2 separate regions of the Mus musculus genome follow, and region 1 is linked to region 2. A link is a contact called in public HiChIP or PLAC-seq data. All regions are on one chromosome and are shown on one strand. Each heading gives the region's core, a stretch centred on a gene start, on an enhancer-like site or on the middle of the called end of the contact. The rest is flanking DNA. Distances are from core to core; before and after follow the strand shown. Region 1 holds the start of Rae1 (ribonucleic acid export 1). Region 2 has its middle 58 kb from the start of 1700055K11Rik.

The links. HiChIP or PLAC-seq counts read pairs in DNA pulled down with a chosen protein or histone mark.
Region 1: an H3K4me3 HiChIP or PLAC-seq map of embryonic limb bud shows a contact between it and region 2, with 4 times the contacts expected there. The contact joins the promoter of Rae1 here to the enhancer-like site in region 2. A contact is called at or near these places in 13 of 39 promoter capture datasets (the 3T3-L1 cell line, 3T3-L1-derived adipocytes, the C10 cell line and 9 more), 2 of 484 Hi-C or Micro-C datasets (cranial neural crest and liver), 10 of 115 datasets of contacts at active chromatin or transcription factors (craniofacial prominence, embryonic basal ganglia, embryonic forebrain and 7 more) and 2 of 9 other capture datasets (adipose tissue and pancreatic islet).

The regions. Positions count from the first base shown.
Region 1 is chr2:172,998,164-173,002,355 of GRCm38.p6, reverse strand. It overlaps Rae1 (ribonucleic acid export 1), which reads right to left and starts at 2,239. Exons shown (of 12, transcript NM_175112.5): 1 at 1,980-2,239.
Region 2 is chr2:172,800,088-172,803,834 of GRCm38.p6, reverse strand. No RefSeq gene overlaps it. Among named protein-coding and RNA genes, the nearest start is that of 1700055K11Rik, 58 kb to the left of the region's middle. Within about 2 kb of position 1,879, at least 10 of the 459 cell types and tissues checked have an H3K27ac peak or open chromatin away from gene starts, as enhancers often do. A contact at or near this core is called in embryonic limb bud, where this site is marked.

The DNA.
Region 1 (4,192 bases), core at 990-3,489, 200 kb before region 2:
CAGGTAGATCTGAGGATGAGGTCAGCCTGGTCTACATACTGAATTCCAGGCCAGACAGGGCTACACAGAGGCTGTGTCTGTGCACACACACACACACACACAGAGGCTGTGTCTGTGCGCGCACACACACACACACACACACACACACTATTATTTTTAGAGCATTGTTAGCCTCTGGAAGCTATGAAGGAAGACTTTCCTACATCCACATCTACTTTACTGTCTAGGGAGGATGCCCTTGCTAGCACTAGGGCACCAACGCAGACATATTACAGTGCTTCAGTCAGCAGCTAGGAAAGAGGTATCACTCTCCAGAGTCAGAACTGCACACTGGGCACCCAGCAGTGGGCAGAGGGGCCTCCTGTGCCCAGGGTCCCCCTTCCTCTCTATTTTAGGTCAATGTCTACATGATGTTACCTAGAAAGAACAACCAGTTCTGGCAGGTGTTCCACAATTTCTCAGGGCTTTAAGAAAAGCAGTTCATGCCAGGCAGTGGTGGCACATGCCTTTAAATCCCAGCATTTGCGAGGCAGAGGCAGGCGGATCTCTGAGAGTTGAGGCCAACCTTGTCTACAGAGTGAGTTTCAAGAGAGCCAGGGCTACACAGAGACCCCGTCTCAAAACACCAAAAAAGAAAAGAACAATCCAAAGCAATCTACTTTGGCCCACTGAGTACTGAAGGTCTGGTGTGACGGTGTAGACTTGGAGCCATCGATAGTCAGCACTGCTTTCTTGAGCGTGGCAGTCTACCGGGCCCTACCGTCCCTCGCCATGCCTCATCTTCCGGCTGTCCTGAAACAACAGTGCACATTCTCCAGGCTCCTCTGTGGCTGGTGAGTTGGCTCAGGTAGTAAAGACACTTGGTGTGCAAGCCTGGAAACCCGAGTTCGACCCTCAGAACCAACAGAAAGGCAGGCGAGAACTCCAAAGTTGTCCTCTGCCCAGATGTGGACTGTGACACGCATGCATGGCCATACACACAACAGGCAGAGAAAGTTTAGGGTTAGTCAGGTGAGCTGGCACAGGTGATCTCTGCACTTGGGAGGCAGGGTCAGGAGGAGCAGGCCATCCCTGACTGTACAGAAATCTGAGGACAGCCTGGTCTACAAAAGAGCCCATTTAAAGAAAAGGATTTGCACGGTCTAACACTGAATGTAATTGACAACTGTGTCGTTGCCAAGGAAACCATCTGTGCACTGTGACTCCAGACTCCCATATGCTTTTGCCACATTTCAAGCTGTTACTAAAAAGCAAATTCTTAAAACCCAGACTTCCACCAAGTCAGCCACCTCTCCAAAAGCGAGGCTAAGGCCCGAGCAATCCACAGCCTAATGAGGGTCGCTTCCTTAAAATAACAAGGAAAGGGAAACTGCAAGGAACTGTGGGAGCGCATTTGACTCCTGCTGCCTTCGAGACAGCCACGATGTGTCAGAGCCACCATAAGGTGCACATTCACGTCTCAGAAGACGGCTCGGGAGACAACTCTCGGGGCTGAGGACTACAAGCCTGTCTGTACAGGGAGAGGGATGCACAGACACGCAGCCAGGGCTATGTTTCTCCGGAGCGTGAGTTAGTCTTGATTTTCACCGGAAAAACTAACTCCTCCATCCTGGAGTTAGGAAACGAAACGACCCCCAGTGTGTGCTGGGATCCGCACGCTCCTCTCCCGTGCAATTTACTTGAGGACTTAGTTTCAGATCACCATGCGCACGTGAGAAGAGCAAGGGCGTACCGGGTGCCCTGCAGCGGGGGTGAAGAGGCGGTCGGACCTCTGGCAGGCAGCGCAGCCATCTCTCCAGCTCCCGTAGCTCTCAGGGGCCTTTCTCCTGGCTGACTGGGTTAGCTCGGGCTGCTCCCAAGCGTCCGACCACGCCCGCCGGCTCGGCCGTGCCCCTCCCATCCGCGCACGCCGCGGTCCCCCACCGTCCCCTCACCCCCGTGGCCTGGGCGGTGTGCGCACGCGGAGAGGCCCGGCCTACCTAGCGGAGCGCACGGGGTCCGGCTGCAGAGAGGGGCTCGGTCTCCTCACGCGGGCCCGGGCTTCCCGGAGGGAGCGCGGCGGCCGCCTGAGGAACACGCACGCGGCGGGGCCCGAAGCCACGGACCTGCTCTGGCGCGGGGCAGAGGGGGCGCAGCCGGGAGACCCCAGACCGCCGAGTCGTCCGCCTCAAGCCGGTGGAAACTGCCCCGTTACCACAGAAGCACCGCGCACGCGCCACGAGCCACTTCCGGGACTGCCCGGAAAGCGTCAGAGCACGGCGTCCCGCCCCTCTCAAGGCGGGCGCACATGCGCAGAAGCCCTGCTGAGGGCGAGAGGAAGTGTTTATGCCAGCAGTTGTGCGTTTGTGGAAAGTCGGCCAGCGCAGTTGCCAGGCAACTAGTTGAGAGAGGGCGTTGTTTTCGCGTGTGTATCGTTATATTGATTGTTGTTTAAACGTCTAAAGATGATCGTGGAGCCGAAGAGATGGCTCAGCGGCCAAGAGCAGTGGCTTCTTGGGGAAGACCCAGATTCTATTCCCAACACCTACTGGACGGCTCACAGGTCCAAGAGAACCAACACCAGTTCTTGGAGAACTGACGCCCTCTTCTGGTCTCTGTGGTCATTGCACGCAGTGGTGCTTAAACTTCTTCAGGCAACATACTCATATACATGTAAAAACAAAAAACAAACAAACAAACAAACAAAAAAAGAGTTCCCCAGCTCAGATCTAGCACTGTCCTCTGAGAGGCTGCCTACTTGGAACATCCCGAGCGGTATGATAAGGGGAATGGTTCCTACTCCCTGAGATGTTTAAGATTTATTTCCGTGCATGGATGTTGTCCCTGTGTGTATGTATATGCACCACATGCTTGGGGAGGCATGAAAACTGTGTAGGAGCCCCTGGAACAGGAGTTACAGATAGTCGAACCATCATGTGGGTACTGGGAACCGAACCATGGCTCTCTTCAAGAGCAACAAGTACACTTAATTACTGAGCCCCATGTACTAATAGGTCAGTATTAAGCCTGTTTGAAACACAAAAGTCCTGCTCTATGAAACATTCCACATAGAGTGTTTAAGGTGTCAGATAAAATGACAACATAGTTAGCTAGATTCCAGAATGGGGGTTCCAATGAACCAATCAGGGAAAGCGGTTTTAGAGAGAGAGAAAGGACAAGTGTCAGTGAGGAAGAACAAAATGTGATTGGTCCCTACAAAATTAGTTTCCTTGTTGGGCAACTTGGCAGGCCTTCCAATCCCTGCACGCAGGAGGTAGAGGCAGGGGGTGGGGGGGGGCGTCTCTGTGAGTTCTAGGCCAATCAGAACTACACAGAAATGTTCTGTCTCCAAAACAATTTTTAAAAATGTAAGGCAGGAACAGGGTTACAGAACAATGGAATAAAAACTGGCCGCTGGTTACCTGTCTTAAGGGACCTCAGTACAACACAGAGGAAACAGGCCTGTCTAGGACACTTGGTGATCATCTACTTACTCCCATCCCCTGAGAAGTCAAATAACAAGGTTTAGTTAGCGTACATAGTGTTTGGTTTGTCGTCGTCGTGTTTATTCCTGTTGGGGCTCAGGGGAAGAGTTGGGTCCAGAGTAGAGGGCTCCTTTAGGTTGGTTTCACAGGGCATTGTTACTATGACCTTCCCAGGACCCGCCCAGACTGATTCCTCTGTCTCCCCAGCCTTGTGATCCCTGTCTAAAGAATTCATTAACTAGCCAGCACAGCACACCCTTAGTGAGGGCAGCTGACAGTGACCAAAGAGGCTTTACAGTAACGGCCACAACCATCAAGCAGCAAACAGCACAGTTCCCTTTAGGGCCATGGCCCTTGCAGCACTGCATTATAGTCCTGCGGGGTGTGCTGGATAGTTTTATGCCAACTTGACACAAGCTAAAGTCATCTGACAGGAGGGAACCTCAGTTAAGAAAATGCCTCCATAAGATTAGGCTGTGCGCAAGACAGTAAAGCAATTCCTTAATTAGTGATCAGTGGTGGAGGGCCCAACCCATGGTGGATGGGGCCATCCCTGGGTTCTATAAGAAAGCAGGCTGAGCAAGCCACAGAAAGCAAGCCAGTAAGCAGCATCCCACCATGGCCTCTGCATCAGCTCTTGCTCCAGGTTCCTGCCCTGACTTCCTTTGCTAATGACCTGTGATGTAGACGCCTAAGCAGAATAAACCCTTTCCTCCCCAGCGTGCTTT
Region 2 (3,747 bases), core at 630-3,129:
ACCATCCCCCTCCCCCTACCACCATCCCCCTTGCCCTGCCATCATCCCCTCCCTCTCCCCTCATCCTCTCCCCCTTCATCCCCCTCCCCCTCCATCCTCTCCCCCTGCCATCATCCCCCTCCCCCTCCCCCTCCCTTCATCCTGCCACTTCCCCTCCTTGATGCTGTGTCAGGGTCTTTCCAACAGGTTGCAACTAAAGATCCAAGAAGCAACTGAAGGGAAGAAGGGTTTATTGTGGCCCCCGGCTTGAGGGCCACAGTCCACTGCGACACGAAAGGCATGGCGACAGAAATAAGAAGCTCCTCATCACAGCGCATCTGTAGCCACGAAACAGAGGGACAAGAACGGAGGCCATAAAACTTCAAAGTCACTCCAGCCACCTTCTTCCTCCAGTGAGGCTCCACTTCCTCCCCCCAAAAGTAGTATCACCATCTGGGGACCAAGAATTGAAACATATGAGCCTATGGGGTGGGGGTGGGGGGCGTTCAAGTCCAATTGTGACAAGCACTCAGCAGCCTCCCCCCCCCCCCCCCGTCTGCTCTGAGCCCAGCTTCCTGTGCCTTGCAGCCACGTTCCTCCTTTCAGAACTACTCAGAGCACCTTCTGAGGGCAGCAGCATCTAAAGAAATTTCCCCAGAGCCTACGAGATGGCCTGGTAGATAAATGAGCATCGCGCTCATAGGCTTTATATTTGAATGCTCAGTCACTGGGGAGTGGAACTGTTTGGGAAGGACTATGGGGAGTGGCCTAGTTAGAGGAGGTGTGTCACTTGGGGTGGGCTAACAGAAACTCATCCCTCCCCCGCCCTAGAGATCAGAATGTAGGAGCTCAGCTACTGTTCCGGCACCATGTCTGCCCGCCTACCTGTCTGACTGTGTGCCTGCCTGTCTGCCTGCCTGCCTGCTTGCCTGTATATCTGCCTGCCTGTGTGCCTGCCTGTCTGCCTGTCTGCCTGTCTGCCTGTCTGTCGTCTGCCTGCCTGCCTGTGTGCCTGCCTGTGTGCCTGTGTGCCTGCCTGCCTGCCTGCCTGCCTGCTTGTCTACCTGCCTGCCTGCCTGCCTGCCTGTCTGCCTGTCTGCCTGTCTGCCTGTCTGTCTGTCTGTCTGTCTGCCTGCCTGCCTGCCTGCCTGCCTGCCTGCCTGCCTGTCTGCCTGCCTGCCTGCCTGTCTGCCTGCCTGTCTGTCTGTCTGCCTGCCTGTCGTCTGCCTGCCTGCCTGCCTGCCTGCCTGCCTGACTGCCTGCCTGCCTGTCTGTCTGCCTGCCTGCCTGCCTGCCTGTCTGCCTGGCTCTACACTGTGATAATACTGGACGCACCCTCTAAAGCTATAAGAAAACTCTCAATAAATGCTTTCTTTGGTAAGTTGAGTTTGTCATGGTGTCCCTTCACAGCACTAGAACAGAGACTAAGACAAGAAGCTTTGATGACCTGAGTTGGTTCCTGAGACCCAGCTGGTAGAGACAAGAACTGACTGCCTCAAGTTGTCCTCTGACCTTCATGTGTATGCACGAGACATACACACTCATACACGTGTATGCATGAGAAGGCATGCACTCAAATGCATGTGTATTTTATGTATACACACAAAATAAATAAAAATGTAAAAGGAAATTTCTCTTTAACAAACCTAATCCCACCTAAACAGCAAGAAGGAAGCCTGCAGGAAGCTGGCTAGTGACTGGGCTCTTTCCTCTGCCACTCTGAGTGACAGGTCTTGGGTTCTCTTTTGTGGTCTCTGAACACTTATGGAGTTCCACGGAGCTTAGATTCCAGCTTGACCTCTGTGATCCACAGGCAGATACACTCCAGTTTTACCAGTCCTGCCCACTGGCTGACAGTTCTGGAACCCTGTGTCTCTGCAGCGGCCTCAGTCTCTGCAGGCAGGGGCCTCCTAGCACATTTGGTTTTAATTCCCTGAACTCTTAAGTGCATTTGGTTGTCCCGATGTCCTGAGGAGATAAAAATCACACACATGTGAACTGAAAGTTGAGTGAGCCTGGGAAAGCGGGGGTGGGGGGGGTGGGGGGTGGGGGGAGGGAGAGGGAAAAGGGGAGGGAGAGGGAGGGGGGGAGGGGGAGGGGAGAAAGGGATTGTTAGAACACCCCCCTAAATTCCCCAGAATGCACAGTTCACCTTTGGCGAATGTGAGGGAGCTGGGGACTGTATGTGTGACAGAGTCCTTTCCTGAGCCCATAAGAGAGGAGAGTGAATGGCAGAGGCCACCCAGATGGGGAGCATGGGAAGGGGTGATTCTTCTGAACCCAAGATGTAGGAAAGGGGTCCAAAGGCTGTAAGTGTTTTCAGAGAACCAGGGAAAGGAATTTCACTCACAGACAGGCATACAGACATACATACACAGGCATACACACAGACACAGACACACACACAATCTTATACACAGACACACAGTCACACATATACACAGATACAGAGACAGACACACACACAAGCACATACACAGACATACAAACAGGCACATATACAGATACACACAAGCACATACGCACACAGTCAGACACATACACAGAAAGACAGATACACCCACACAAGCACAGACGGACACACAGACAGACACATACACAGCCACACAGACACAAACACGCCACACAGACTCCAACAAAACCCTTATATCAATGCACAGAGAATGCGACCAGATACCTAGGCTCTACAAATAAAGTCAGTCTCTTGCATTTTTTGAGTGAAGTCCAGTTTTTAAATGTCAGGACACCATCAGGGACCGGCTCAGTGCACAGGCTGGCCTGGAGGGGCTGTGAGCTGCAGCTTCCCAGCTCCACGCAGCAGCTTTCAATTACTCAAATTTACACCTCACTTGGGAATGTGTACGTGTTTATGTGCTCTGTGTGTGTGTGTGTGTGTGTGTGTGTGTGTGTGTGTGTGTGTGCATGTCTGTCCTTATTAGTAGCCGCAGCTGGGACGTCCTACCACAGAAGCCACACAGGAGGAATCCCGTCATTCTTCTGTCCTACCTGGCAGCCTGAGCTACAGTCCCCGTCCCCAAGCCTCGGCCTCTCTGGTCAGATTGGGCTGTCACGACCTGCCCAAGAACTGTGCTAAACCCCAGAAAGACCAGGTGTTTCAGACCCAGGCGTGGCACTGGGCAGAAACTCACCAGTCTTCTGTCCCAGGTCCCAGGCCAGTCTACCTCCATATGAAGCATATGGTGAGATCTCCCTTAAGGGAGTTCTGGGATGTTTCTCGGCCCCTCAGCCCAACCCAGGCTCCCCCATGGCTGTCCTTTGACATCTATTCCTATGTTTTCTTTGTTTTCTATCAACTCCAGCTCTTGTATGCACCCTGCACATGCTAGGTGCTAATCCAACAATGGCTGAATACACGATCCCCTCTCTCCCCGCTGTCTGTGGACGATCCAGAGATAGTGGAGGGTCGAGCAGGCAGAGAACCAGCTATACTCCTAAGGCACCTCCTCAGACCCCAACCTTGAGATGCAATAAAGACACTGACGGGCAGTTATGTGAACTTGTGCATCTGGGCACCATGGTCTCATGCAATGATATCAGAGAATGATCAACTGGCAGCCATGGGGAAGCAGACGCTATGCATGCAGGCAAACACAGATGCTGGTGTTCGTGGAAGGAGCCCTCGTCGGGCATGCATAATCCATTAGGGCAAAGTGAATGCAGCTAGCAACAGAGCCTAGAGCCGCAGCATGATCGCATGAGCTTGGGCCCAGCGAAGGTCAGCGGGAGAGCGTTGCAGGGAGCTGCTAA